Linked DNA regions of Gossypium hirsutum: region 2 is linked to region 1. Evidence: chromatin contacts called from public Hi-C data. All regions are on one chromosome and are shown on one strand. The core of a region is the stretch at or near the end of the contact, and the rest is flanking DNA. Distances in the headings are between cores, read along the strand shown.

Evidence for each region. A called contact is a pair of places that touch in the nucleus more often than the background predicts.
Region 2: a Hi-C map of leaf shows a contact between it and region 1, with 4 times the contacts expected there. The contact joins the enhancer-like site here to the promoter of LOC121218515 in region 1. A contact is called at or near these places in 7 of 34 Hi-C or Micro-C datasets (leaf, petal and seedling).

The regions. Positions count from the first base shown.
Region 1 is chrD06:10,709,432-10,715,286 of Gossypium_hirsutum_v2.1, forward strand. It overlaps LOC121218515, which reads right to left and starts at 2,543. Exons shown (of 1, transcript XM_041095793.1): 1 at 662-2,543. The coding sequence starts at 2,187. The coding sequence ends at 1,561.
Region 2 is chrD06:10,757,402-10,763,257 of Gossypium_hirsutum_v2.1, forward strand. No RefSeq gene overlaps it. Among protein-coding and RNA genes, the nearest start is that of LOC107901233, 32 kb to the right of the region's middle. Within about 2 kb of position 3,055, at least 1 of the 9 cell types and tissues checked has an H3K27ac peak or open chromatin away from gene starts, as enhancers often do. A contact at or near this core is called in leaf, where this site is marked.

The DNA of each region.
Region 1 (5,855 bases), core at 1,293-3,792:
GAACTTAGACTTGAAGTGGCAGACTGGAGAAGGGAGAGGCGTACAGATTTGCAAAGATATGGGGGTTACTGATGCTTCTGAATTTCAAATCATTGGTACTCCTAGATCACTCTCAGACGATGCAAGGGTCGACAACTTACTGAAAAGGATAGATGGTAGTGGAAAATAGAGCTCATAAATGGAGAATTTTCTGCACCTGATGCAGAAGCAATTTGTTGCATCCTTGTATATGAATCACGGCCCAAAGATACTTTGGAGTGGCATCATAGAAAAACGGGTGAGTACACTGTCAAGAGTGGGTATATGGCTATATGTGTCTTCTAAAAGCAAAACATGGTATAGGAATTTGGATGTCTTTGTGGAACTCAGAGCTACCTCCTAAGGTTAAATTATTCTCTTGGCAGGCTTGCTATGGTATACAACCTTTCGGATGAAAATAGCAAGGAGAATTCACGTCATTGACCTTATGTGTTCAAGATGCCATTCCACTAATGAGGATGATCTGCATGCTTTGCTTTCTTAGAGCTACCTCCTAAAGTTAAATCATTCTCGTGGCAGGCTTGCTATAGTATACTACCTTTCGGATGAAAATAGCAAGGAGAATTCACGTCATTGACCTTATGTGTCCAAGATGCCATTCCACTAATGAGGATGATCTGCATGCTTTAAAGCAAATATGGGGCATACGAAATTAGACCGTTTAATAACAATGTTTCACCTCTAGCGTCAGCTGTTGGTAAAGCTAAAGTGTTCCTATAGGAATACTACAAACTTGCGCAATCAGCTAAGACTACCACCGCTACTCATCCTGGTATAAGTTGGCTGCCTCCTCCAGCAAGCCATGTAAAAGTAAATTTTGATGCCACCTTTTTTGCAACATCACCTGGAGCAAGGATTGGGGTGGCTATCCGGTGACCTGGATGGTTTTATACTGGGAGCACTGCTCCTTCCAAAGAGGTGAATCCGAATCCGTGCATGACAAAAGCAATGGTAGCACTAAGGGCCATAGACTTTACTCACCAAATGGTACATCAATGTATATGGTTACAAGGTGATTCACTGCAGGACATTAAGTGGTCTTGTTCAGCGAAAACAGATTTATTAGTCATTGGACCACATATAAATGATGCAAGGCAAAGACTACACGGGTTCGAAGATGAGATCACACCTTTTCAAAGACAAGCAAAACAAGTAGCACACTCATTGACTAAATTAAATGTTATTTGAGCAGGATGATATCGCAGTTATGTTGGATACCATTAATATATGATGAATGAAATTATGTTTATTTGAGAAAAAAAAAATTACACCATAGCAGATGAATAAGAATAGAAATGCAGAGAGTGTAATCATTTCTCAAAGTTAAATTTCGTATCCTGTCTCACAACCATGTCTTAAGTGGCATCAATCAGGGAAATTAAAGAAAAAGTGGGAGAGAAGGGTTGTATCAGAAAAAAAAAAGAGTAAAAACGCAGAGATTTACAGAAATAATTATGACAACTTCAAGTCTGGACCTGTCCAAAAATCCTCTCACGCAAAACATGGGAGAGAAGGGATGAATCACGATCTCACTGATCGGTATTTTGGCCTTGAGTTGACTCTTCTTGGAGAATCTGGGGGTCCCAAAATTTCTGCATACATTTCCATGAAAAACTTGTCGACAATATCAAGATAGGTAGGACAAGTGAGTCGAGAATAGTAGTGAAGAACCTCTTCAATGTCAAGAACATGTTCCACATTGCTCATATCCATCATCTCTAGCTCTTTCAGCTTTTGTGGCACTGATAAATTCCTTTCTTCTCTTCTTCTCTCGCCTGAATTACAATCCTCTCGTCTGTTCCCCACCTTGGCTCTCCTCGTTTTACGCTGCTTAATGTCCTGATGATCATCTCTTCTTTGTGTTGTAGACTGCTTCACATTTCCCTTAATGTTTCCTTGTCTTTGCGCTTCTATATTATGAGTTGAAAAATTTATCTTTTTCCTGTTGTCATTTCCCTCCTTTGGGTTGCCATTGTCGTTGGGATTCACGGCAACGCCTGCAGAGGTGAATGAATAGGGATTGTACGGAGAGGCTTTGGGTAGCCTTTGGTAAGGTTCAGCATCAGCACCAGAGAAGAGAGACTTGAAACTTCGTAAGGTTTTCTGAAAGAACCTTTTGGTATTGGAAATGGAATTTCGAAGCAGCATTGGTTACGGATTACAAAGAGAGTCAAAAGGGGAAATCACTTACTTGGTGACGGTGATGAATACAAATAATAGAGGAGGAGCCATTAAAGGGTGTTTTGAAAAACTTGGATTGAAACAACGGAAATAAGAGAAAGGGTACTGTTTTTCTCACTTTGGGGGTTGCTTTTATGTTTTTCGTTGTCTTCACATAAGCTCCTTATTATTGTTGTTGTATTGGGTTTTGTTCTTTGGTCACCAAAAGAGTCCCCACTAGCACTAGTGTTCATCAAACATATGTCAAAGCTTTTAATTTATGGAAGCTTTGGTGATGGTTTCTTGCTCATTAATATTATAAATAAATATAGCATTTCGTGGCTTTTACTTATGATGGTGGAGTTGGTGTGGTGTATAGCCGCTTTTAGAGGAGGAAAGGACAGCGGCCCTTCCTGCGCTGGTTGTTGAATTTGGCCGCCGGTTTCTTCACATATACCAAATCTAGATTTTATCATAATTTTCCAATCAAATATTGGTCTCTCACTTTTAATCACTTAAATCGATGATGTTTATTACTAGGTTGAAAATTGGTTTAATTTAATCATCTAAAGGACACTTATACTATAGGTCTGGGAGCAAATAAGCATTTCAATATTTAATTCTAAAGTTAAATATTAACAATTACTAGTTTATGGGGTTCTAAAATGTAGCTTAATTTAATTATTCTCAAAATTTTCGCTATTTAAAAAGTTTAACTAGGTTGCTTACATTTAACTAATTTTCATACTTGAGTCAAAGGGGTCGACTGTAAAATTTAGTACATTGAGTGGATACTTAAAATAAAAATATACCATTTTTCTTTAAATAAATGAACCAGCTATCATAAATTCATAATATAAACAAACCCGTGAATCACGGAGCCAGCTGGACTAGCACCATTGTTAATATCTTGCACCAATAAAATTTTCACCCTATCACCTAACGCCGCCAAAACTTGACACGTCACCACCCGGCTGTTATTTTTAGTATTCTATTTTATTTTATACAAATTTGGAAGAAATTAAAAAAGTAATATAAAATTCCCCCTCCTCCCACCACCGCTTTCCTGAAATCGAAAGCTTTTTGGTTTTGCAAACGATGCTTTGCGACCCGAATTGTTCAAAACATATCAGGGAAAAGGCTGCGTTTGGTGTAACCGCTTTGATTCGAGTCAATAAAGATGTCTTAGAAGGTCAAGTGAATAATTGAAGCTCTTCTGGAGATTAAATCAGCCCATAGCTTAAAAGTTTTATGCGAGTTCATTACATTTATTAAATCTCCCTTTGCTGATGAAATACTCTGTAAAGAAGAAACTCCCAAGATGTTAACTTTATTACAATCCAAAAATTTGGGTATGAAAGTTGTGGTATTTGATTTCATTCTTGAAATTGGTTACCTTGGGCGTAAAGGAACTGTTGATGCTATGCCTAATGGAGGGTTGATAGAGAAACTTGTGGAGTTGCAGAGGTCGGAATTTGGTGGTGATTTAATAGAGATGGGGAAGTATACTGATGAGAATGAGGCGAGTTGGGGGAGCAGGGAGGACGGAGTGGGGATAGGGGAGGGAAATATTTTTTTTTTATTTTTAATATTATTTTAATTAATATTAATATTAATATTAATATTTTTAATTAGCTAAAATTTGTATTTCTTCAGTTTTTTATAAAATAAAATTGAATATTAAAAATATCAGCTGGCCAATGTCGTGTTAGGTTCTGATTGAGGAAATGTTTTTTTGATTAACTGCGTTATGTGGTGAATTGTTCAAGTACTCAAATTCACAATATATATATATATCTATTTACAAAAATAAATATACTTTAGGTGTAATTTTTGAATTAAACTTTAAATAATTTATAATACAATAAAAAAATTATTAATTAAAAATATATTTATTAATTAAAATTAGAAAACTTAGAAAAATTAAAACAACATGAAATAATAATAAAAACAAATATGAATAAGAAAAAAATTGAACCCAAGGACAAAACCACTAACATTAAAAGAATTCATGTATCAAGTTATTAAAAAATATAGGACGCATTTTCTGTTTCTCTCTTCAAAATCAATTTATTTCCTTAAATATCGAAAAATTAAACTTAAATCCCTAATTAATTTTTTAAAAACGACATTTTCTTCAAATTTACTCGGAATATGGGAATGATGGTTGAAAATAAATATAACTAAATTTCGATAAATTTTTTATATACTTTAGGTAAATTATAAATTTAGTACACTTACTTTAATTTAATTAATTTTAGTTTTTATATTTTTAAATTTTTAATGTTTTGGCCTTATCTAATGGTAACAGTAAATCTGTTTGGTTAAATTTTGCCATTAGTCATATATTATGCCTAAAATTATAGACTTAGTCCAATTCATCAATTGGATTATTCTTAGTGGCTATATTTTTTGAATTTTAAAATTTTAGTCTTAACACAAATGAAAGCCGTTAAATCTATTAACTAATTTTTTTTGTGAGTAATATGGGAAAACAACAAACAAACATAACATTACACATGTGATATTATGTTTGACACATCAAATTTTAAAAATAACAGAACTTAATAAAGTTAATAGATATCATCTGGTTAGAATTAAAATTTTCAAATTCTAAAAGTACAGAGACTAAAAAAGACCAAATTAAATTAAAGGTACTAAATCCATAATTTACACAAAGTAAAGGGTATAATAGCATAATTTGACTTTAATTTTTTGACGGAAGCCTGAGTTCTCCGATCCTCGAGGTTCATGTTTTAAAGAACAGGAAAGGAATAAAGAGAAAAGTGAAAAGAAATTTAGAAAATATAATACCACGTGTCAATAAAATGTCACGTCATTTTGTGACGGTTTAGGATAAGCTAATGGGGCCATTTACCAATAAAAGCTTAATTTTTTTATAAATTTACCGAAATGAGCCCGGTATTTTATTATTTACCGGAATGGACCATTTTCCGGCAAATCGCGTCCACGTCAGCGCAATGTCAGGGGACGTGCCAGGAAATCGCGGCCACGTCAGAGCGCTTTGCTGACGTTGCAACAAATCGCCCCCTCGTGGACGCGATATGTTGCCACGTCAGCAAAGCGCGCTGATGTGGCCGCGATTTCCTGACTTGTAGGTTTTTGGATTTTAGGGTTTAGGGTTTTAGGGTTTTTAGGATTTTTAAGGTTTTGGAGAAAAAAGTAAACAGATAAGTCGCGCCCATGTGTACGCGCTTCTTTATGGAAACATCTGCCCTTGAATCTACAAATGTTGAGCATGCATTCACTGAAATACTAACTCAAATACATCATGTGATCAGTCGAAAAGCACTCGAACAAGGGAATGATCAAACAACATTGCCCAAGGGACAAACCGTCAATGTCGGCTCTCGGGATGATGTTTCAGTTGTGAAGAAAGACGGCTACTGTTCTGCATAATTGTTAGATGATTCTGAGTGTCCAAATTTGCTTCCTCATTAAGCACAAGCTTTCCTCACCGCGATCTTTCTTGAGATCTTTCGTTGAAGACGAAGAAATCACAGCATTCTCGGGATTTTCTTATAGTTTGTTCAGACAGATCTAGTTTTAGCATTTTAAATGATTTTCATTAGTTGTGGAGAATAAATTTTAAATTAGCTATCATAATGTTTTGTATTTTCAAAGGAGTATTTTAT
Region 2 (5,856 bases), core at 1,805-4,304, 48 kb after region 1:
GGATTTTTTTGTTGTTGTTGGAAAAGGTGTTGTTAACTGTATTACCTATTTGGATTAATTAATGACAGTATAAAGGTAGGAAAAAATAAATTATGTCAAATTAAAGTACATTAAAACTCAAATATGAGTATATTTGAGGGACAAAAATCATAATAACCTAAATATTCTTCCTTTGGATGAAGGGACCAAAAGTCTTAATTGAGTATAATTGTGTTGTGAGGCATGTTAATAAGGTTATGGGTTGAGGGGTTAGGAATGAAGAAAACTCATGATCAATCGTCATGTAGGCCTGGAACAACTTGTTTAATTCAAACCATATGCTTCAGCGTTAATAGTAACCTTGGCTGACATTAGAAAGGACCTCAACCTTTTTCCAAAGCTGCTCACCATGTAACAGTCAAGCAATGGCAGAAGTTATCCTGATCTTAGAGCTGATTTGGAGGATTTGGGAATACTTAAAAAGTATCTATATTGCATTTAGAATAAACTTAGCTTTAGTACACAAGTGGCCAACAAAGAAAAGGAAATAAAAAACCTTAGATGCTGCATGAATGATGCATTTGGTGTATTGCAGGGGCCTGGATAGGATAACTCTTATTTCTTTTCTTCTTTTTTTTTTTCTGAATGTCAGATTTGATAACTTTTATCCAAGAACACATATGATGCTCCTTTAAAAAGAGGATACGAGTACCAATTTGGTTTCTCATACAATGTGGCCTAGGAGAAGCCATCCTCTTTATTCCTTCAAATCTGATCATCTTCATAATCCACTTCAATAAATGCACCACAAATGGTGGGTGAAAAGGAACGTTGAATGTTAAATGTTGGTTCGATAATGATATTGAAATTTTAGATTGTTGGATTTTGATATATGTCTTGAATTTGTTAGATATTGATTATGTTTTAACCTTATTGGATATTAAATTTATTATTATGTTTTAAGCTTGTTGGATATTGAAATTATTGACAATGACAATTATTTAATGTAGAATGGGTAAGGGCAACAAAGAAGGGACCTCCAAGCAATTCAGGTGGACAAAACCGATGGAACATGTTTTCCTTGAAATTCTAGCAGAGGAGGCTCGAAAAGGAAATAAGCCTTCTAATACTTTCAAAGTAGTTTCTATTAATCGAGTTGTCGACGCCATTTCTGAAAGATTCCAAGTCCAATTCGATATGAAGCATGTGGAAAATCATTTGAGGACGGTAAAAAACCAGTGGCAGATTATATGCAAAATTCGAGGTGAAAGTGGTTTTGGATGGGATGATAACCTGAAAATGATCACATGTGATAGAGCGACATATGATGCAGCAGTGATGGTAATATATGTATATATATGTTAAGTATATTTCAATTGTTTTTTACTTGTTATTCTAATTGTGTATAATATCCAACAAGCACACAAGAAGTATGAACCATTTTTGAATAAAAGCATTGATCATTATGATGAAATGGCTTTGGTTGTTGGCAAAGATATGGCAACAGGGAGTTTTGCCAGAACATTTGCCGACATAGATTTAGGTGATGGTAATGAAGATTCAATGCCTGTAGACTATGACAATGAAGACACTGAAAAGGTAAGAACAAATGTATCTTCATCTGGCACATCCAAACGTAAAAGAAAAAGTCGTCAAGAAAGTCTCGTTGATGAACAAATTAAATTTGTGGGTGAACAACTTGGCAAAATTGCTAATGCTTTGGAACAATTTACTGCCGATAAGACATCACAGCTTTACGAACAAGTGATGTCGATGGAGGAAGAAGGATTTGATGATGGCTTCTTGTGTTCTGTGTTTGATTATCTAGTGAGTCATGAATCCGAGGCCAAAGCTTTTTTAGTTAAAAGTAAGAAGCATAGAAAATTTTGGCTTCAAAAATTTTCTCAGGGTTGAAGATATTGATACTTTTATGTGGTGTAATATTATGCACTTGGATAATGTTGTTACTATGTGGTGTACTACTAATTATGTATTTGGATAATATTATTTATAGTACTCATTGTGGTTCCGAAGCAATTTATAATTATTCAATACTTGTTTTTTTAACACAATTACAAATAATTTATTTGATATTAGTTTTTTTCAATTTATAACGATTAATATTGTAGCTTAATAATTGAGTATTATTATAAATAAATCATTGCAATATATGTAAAAACAATTTAAAATATAAAAATTTATTAATATATATTAATATATGTAAAAAAAACTTTTCCGGAAAATATTTTCAAGGAATCTGTCAAACAGCAGAAAACATTTTACACAGATTCAATCAAACACCAGAAAATATTTTCCAGTAAATCATTTTACAAAAAAGCAAAATATTTTCCAGAAATCATTTTCCGGAAAACATTTTACTGCCAATCAAACAGACCCCAAATTATTGTTGTTATATTTGAATTCATTCTTTCTTTCTGTCTGCAATATTTTTGTCTTTTGTCCTTTTAGAATATTTGTGTCCTAGTTATTGCTTTTGCATTTTATTATGTAACTTAATTGGATCAACTTTTTAAGAATTGAAATATGATTATTTTTTCTCCTTTTTCCAAACAAAAAGCATATGCTTTAAAGGAAGATGTCAAATAATGCAATTTAGTTAAGATATTTTCTTAAGGATATATTTATTGATATCGTTTGTAGTAAGTTGGGTTACTCACTTATAAATAGATTGAATAAGTTAACAATAGAATAGAAAAAAAGTCAAAAGAGTATCGGAGTTTGATCACTGGAGCACCCTTTGATGCTTGAAATTGGAAAGCATGAAATAAGGTAGAGGGGTTCACATATTCAACTCTATGAATCTCACGTTCTTTTATAGACCTTTTCTCTCTGCCCTATGTTGATCGAGCTGGCGCCCAAATCTAACATCTTGTTAATTGGCTCTCCCGCATTTTCAGGTTTATTAGATTCTTTGTACATTTTGTGCTTCTTTGACCATTATGAATGGAGAGACTCTAGAAACTCCCGAATATGATGGAGGAGAATGCTTAAGATAGCATTGGTATTCTTGTGCAGGAGAGATCATAGGTCATCGTTGTGAGAGGCAGTCCCTCAAGGCCTCAGTGGCCAGCCCATTGCGCATATGGGCTATTTATCCTTAGTGGACCGACTTTATTGTTATTTAACTATGATGATGGCGAATAACATATAAAAATTCATTTAAAAAATAAATATTCAACAAAACCTCAAAATAGTTTCCTTTACTCACCGATAATTGCAAGTTTGCAGCATTATTGTCAACTATTAATTACAACGAAAATAAATCTTTTAGAAAGTATTTTGAAGACCAAACCCCTAAGAATGTGTTCAGGTGGCTTTAGTTAATTGACTCGATTCACTAGCTAATTATCTTATAATTTAAGTAAATGAAACAATAAAAGACTATTCTATTTATTTGATAATTCTCATATTTAAACTTATTTTAGTATAGTTTTTATTGTATTTTAAAAGTTAATTTTAACATTTAGGTTAGTCTTTATTACATATTATAGTTTTTCAGATTAATTCTATTTCATTATAATTTTGTTCAATTTTTATTATTTTTAGAGTTAATTCAAGTTTACTTGCTATTTTTTTCTCCATTGTAAGTGTCGAATTAAGAATGAAATATTTAGAGCATAGAGTAAAAAGTGGTTAAGAAATGTCTTTCACTCCATTGGGTTTAATTCATGTGATGGAGCATGTTCTGCAATTCCAAAATTTTGACAGCAAGCAGTTTGGTCCATCGCAAATTCTATGTTCGGTGGAGTAGGACGATAAAAACCATAAAAATAGAGGTGACAAATTATAAGAAAGAAAAAGGAGGAAAAGAGTAAGGAGACCACTTGGAGGCAAAAGAAAAACTCTCACACCAAGAGAAACTTCAAGCTTGCAAAGACAAGAAGAAAATGAGATTATTTCTTTAACTATTTTCTCTCTAGATTATTCCTTTTTACTTTTTATCAATGCAAGTTTGTTTTGACTATCTTTTTGTGTTGTTTTCTCAACTTATTATGAACTAAACTCTATTTTCTTGGAACGATGATGGATCCTATTTTTTAGTTAATTAATTTATTTTTCTTCAATTGTTTTGATCATTGTTAATTATTTATTTAGTCTTGTACTTATTTAACTTAATTGTCTGATCACCAAGTTGTATTAATTAGATAACCTTGATTTGTATTAGATGAGAAAGTTAGGGTTGCAATCTAGACTGAATAGATTGGGATTAACTTTAATAGTACTGACAAACAAGTTAATTTGAGACTAGGATATAAATATATCTAATGCTCTGGTCAACCCAATAAGTTTGTTCTTAATGACTTTACTCAAGTTGCCTAGCATAGAAGTATAGTTAATGGGGAAAGGGGATTGACATAGCTAGATACTAGAAGAGTCTAGTTAATGTCATTGAATCCTAGCTTAGTAATTACATATATTGAACAATTGAAAGAGAGATAATTGATTCTTAGAGTCTATTCAATAAACAAGTAGAGATGATACTTTGGTTTCCATCTTTTTTGTTGGTTATACACTCTTAACATTTTTAATTTTCTTCATATAATAATTTTGGTTTTTGTCAAAAGAAAGGTACTAAACGAAGGGTTTTCAGGTTTTGAAATGGAAGACATTTCTAGCTTTAGGAAAAAAAGATGAACAAATGGAATGACCTCCAAGTTTGCAAGTTTTAATAATGACACTGGGGCCTTTCATCATTTTGAACCCAAATGTTACATCTTTACTCGTCAGAAAGAGCTTCATTATTCTTTTCGACATCACCAAAATTGAAAAAAAAAATACCTTTTCACCAGCACTTACATGCCTTCAACAGACCTCACTGGCGGGTATCAGGTCCTCTAATACCTTGACCTTATCTAGCCCAAACACGCCAAGCTCAAACAACTTTTTTTTTCTCTTGAAATCTAGTAGAGATAAAGTGATTCTTGATATAAACATTGAAAGGTTTACTTAAAGATTTTTGTGGCTAAAGAAGCTGCTGGCCATGTTCCAAGAGACGCTGAAGTGAAGCAACGAATTTGGACAGTGAAGAGCTAGCTTGGGTTGCGAGGAAGCCATCATTTTATTTCAATTCAAATTGGACAGTAGATTTGGGCCTGTTGGAAGTTTAAGTTTTGAACTCCAAGCTTAGATCTAGATGTGTTAGGATATTATTATGAGATATTATCTTTTAGGAATATCTAAATATATTGTATATTATTGTATATCTTTTAGGCATATATTTAGGAATATATTATATATCTTTCCTCTTTCTACTTTTCTATTTCTACATAACTACTGCTGTATAAATATTATGTATACTCTTGAGGCCTATCAATAATATTGAAAGGGATTACCTTATTCTTATGATGGTATCTGAGCTTGGTGTTTAACACACACAAAAAATCATTATTCTCAATGGTTGGCGGTGATTCTACATTTCAATCGCCACCAACACCAACGCAGAACACAGCAGGGGTAGCACAATCGTCAGGGAGGCGGCACTTCCTAGTTTTACCATTGAGCAATGATAGTCTCTTTTGGCGGTGTTCAGTAATACACAATCCACTACCAATCAGTTGAATGATAAGTCCAAGAATAATTGGATTATTGATACGAGGTGTTCAAGTCATGTTACCAATGATCTTATTTGTTTGACGAATGTTAGAGAAGTTGGAGCGTGTTTCGTAGGACTTTTTAATGGCCAAACAGTGGTGGCTACCCAAGAAGGAATGGTTGAATTGACAAGCAAAATTCACTTAAAACATGTTCTTTACGTTCCTAAATTAAACCGCAATTTAATTTTTGTGTCACAATTGAATGATAAAATGAACTATTTTGTCCAATTTTCTACTAACATAAGTGTTATTCAAGACCTCT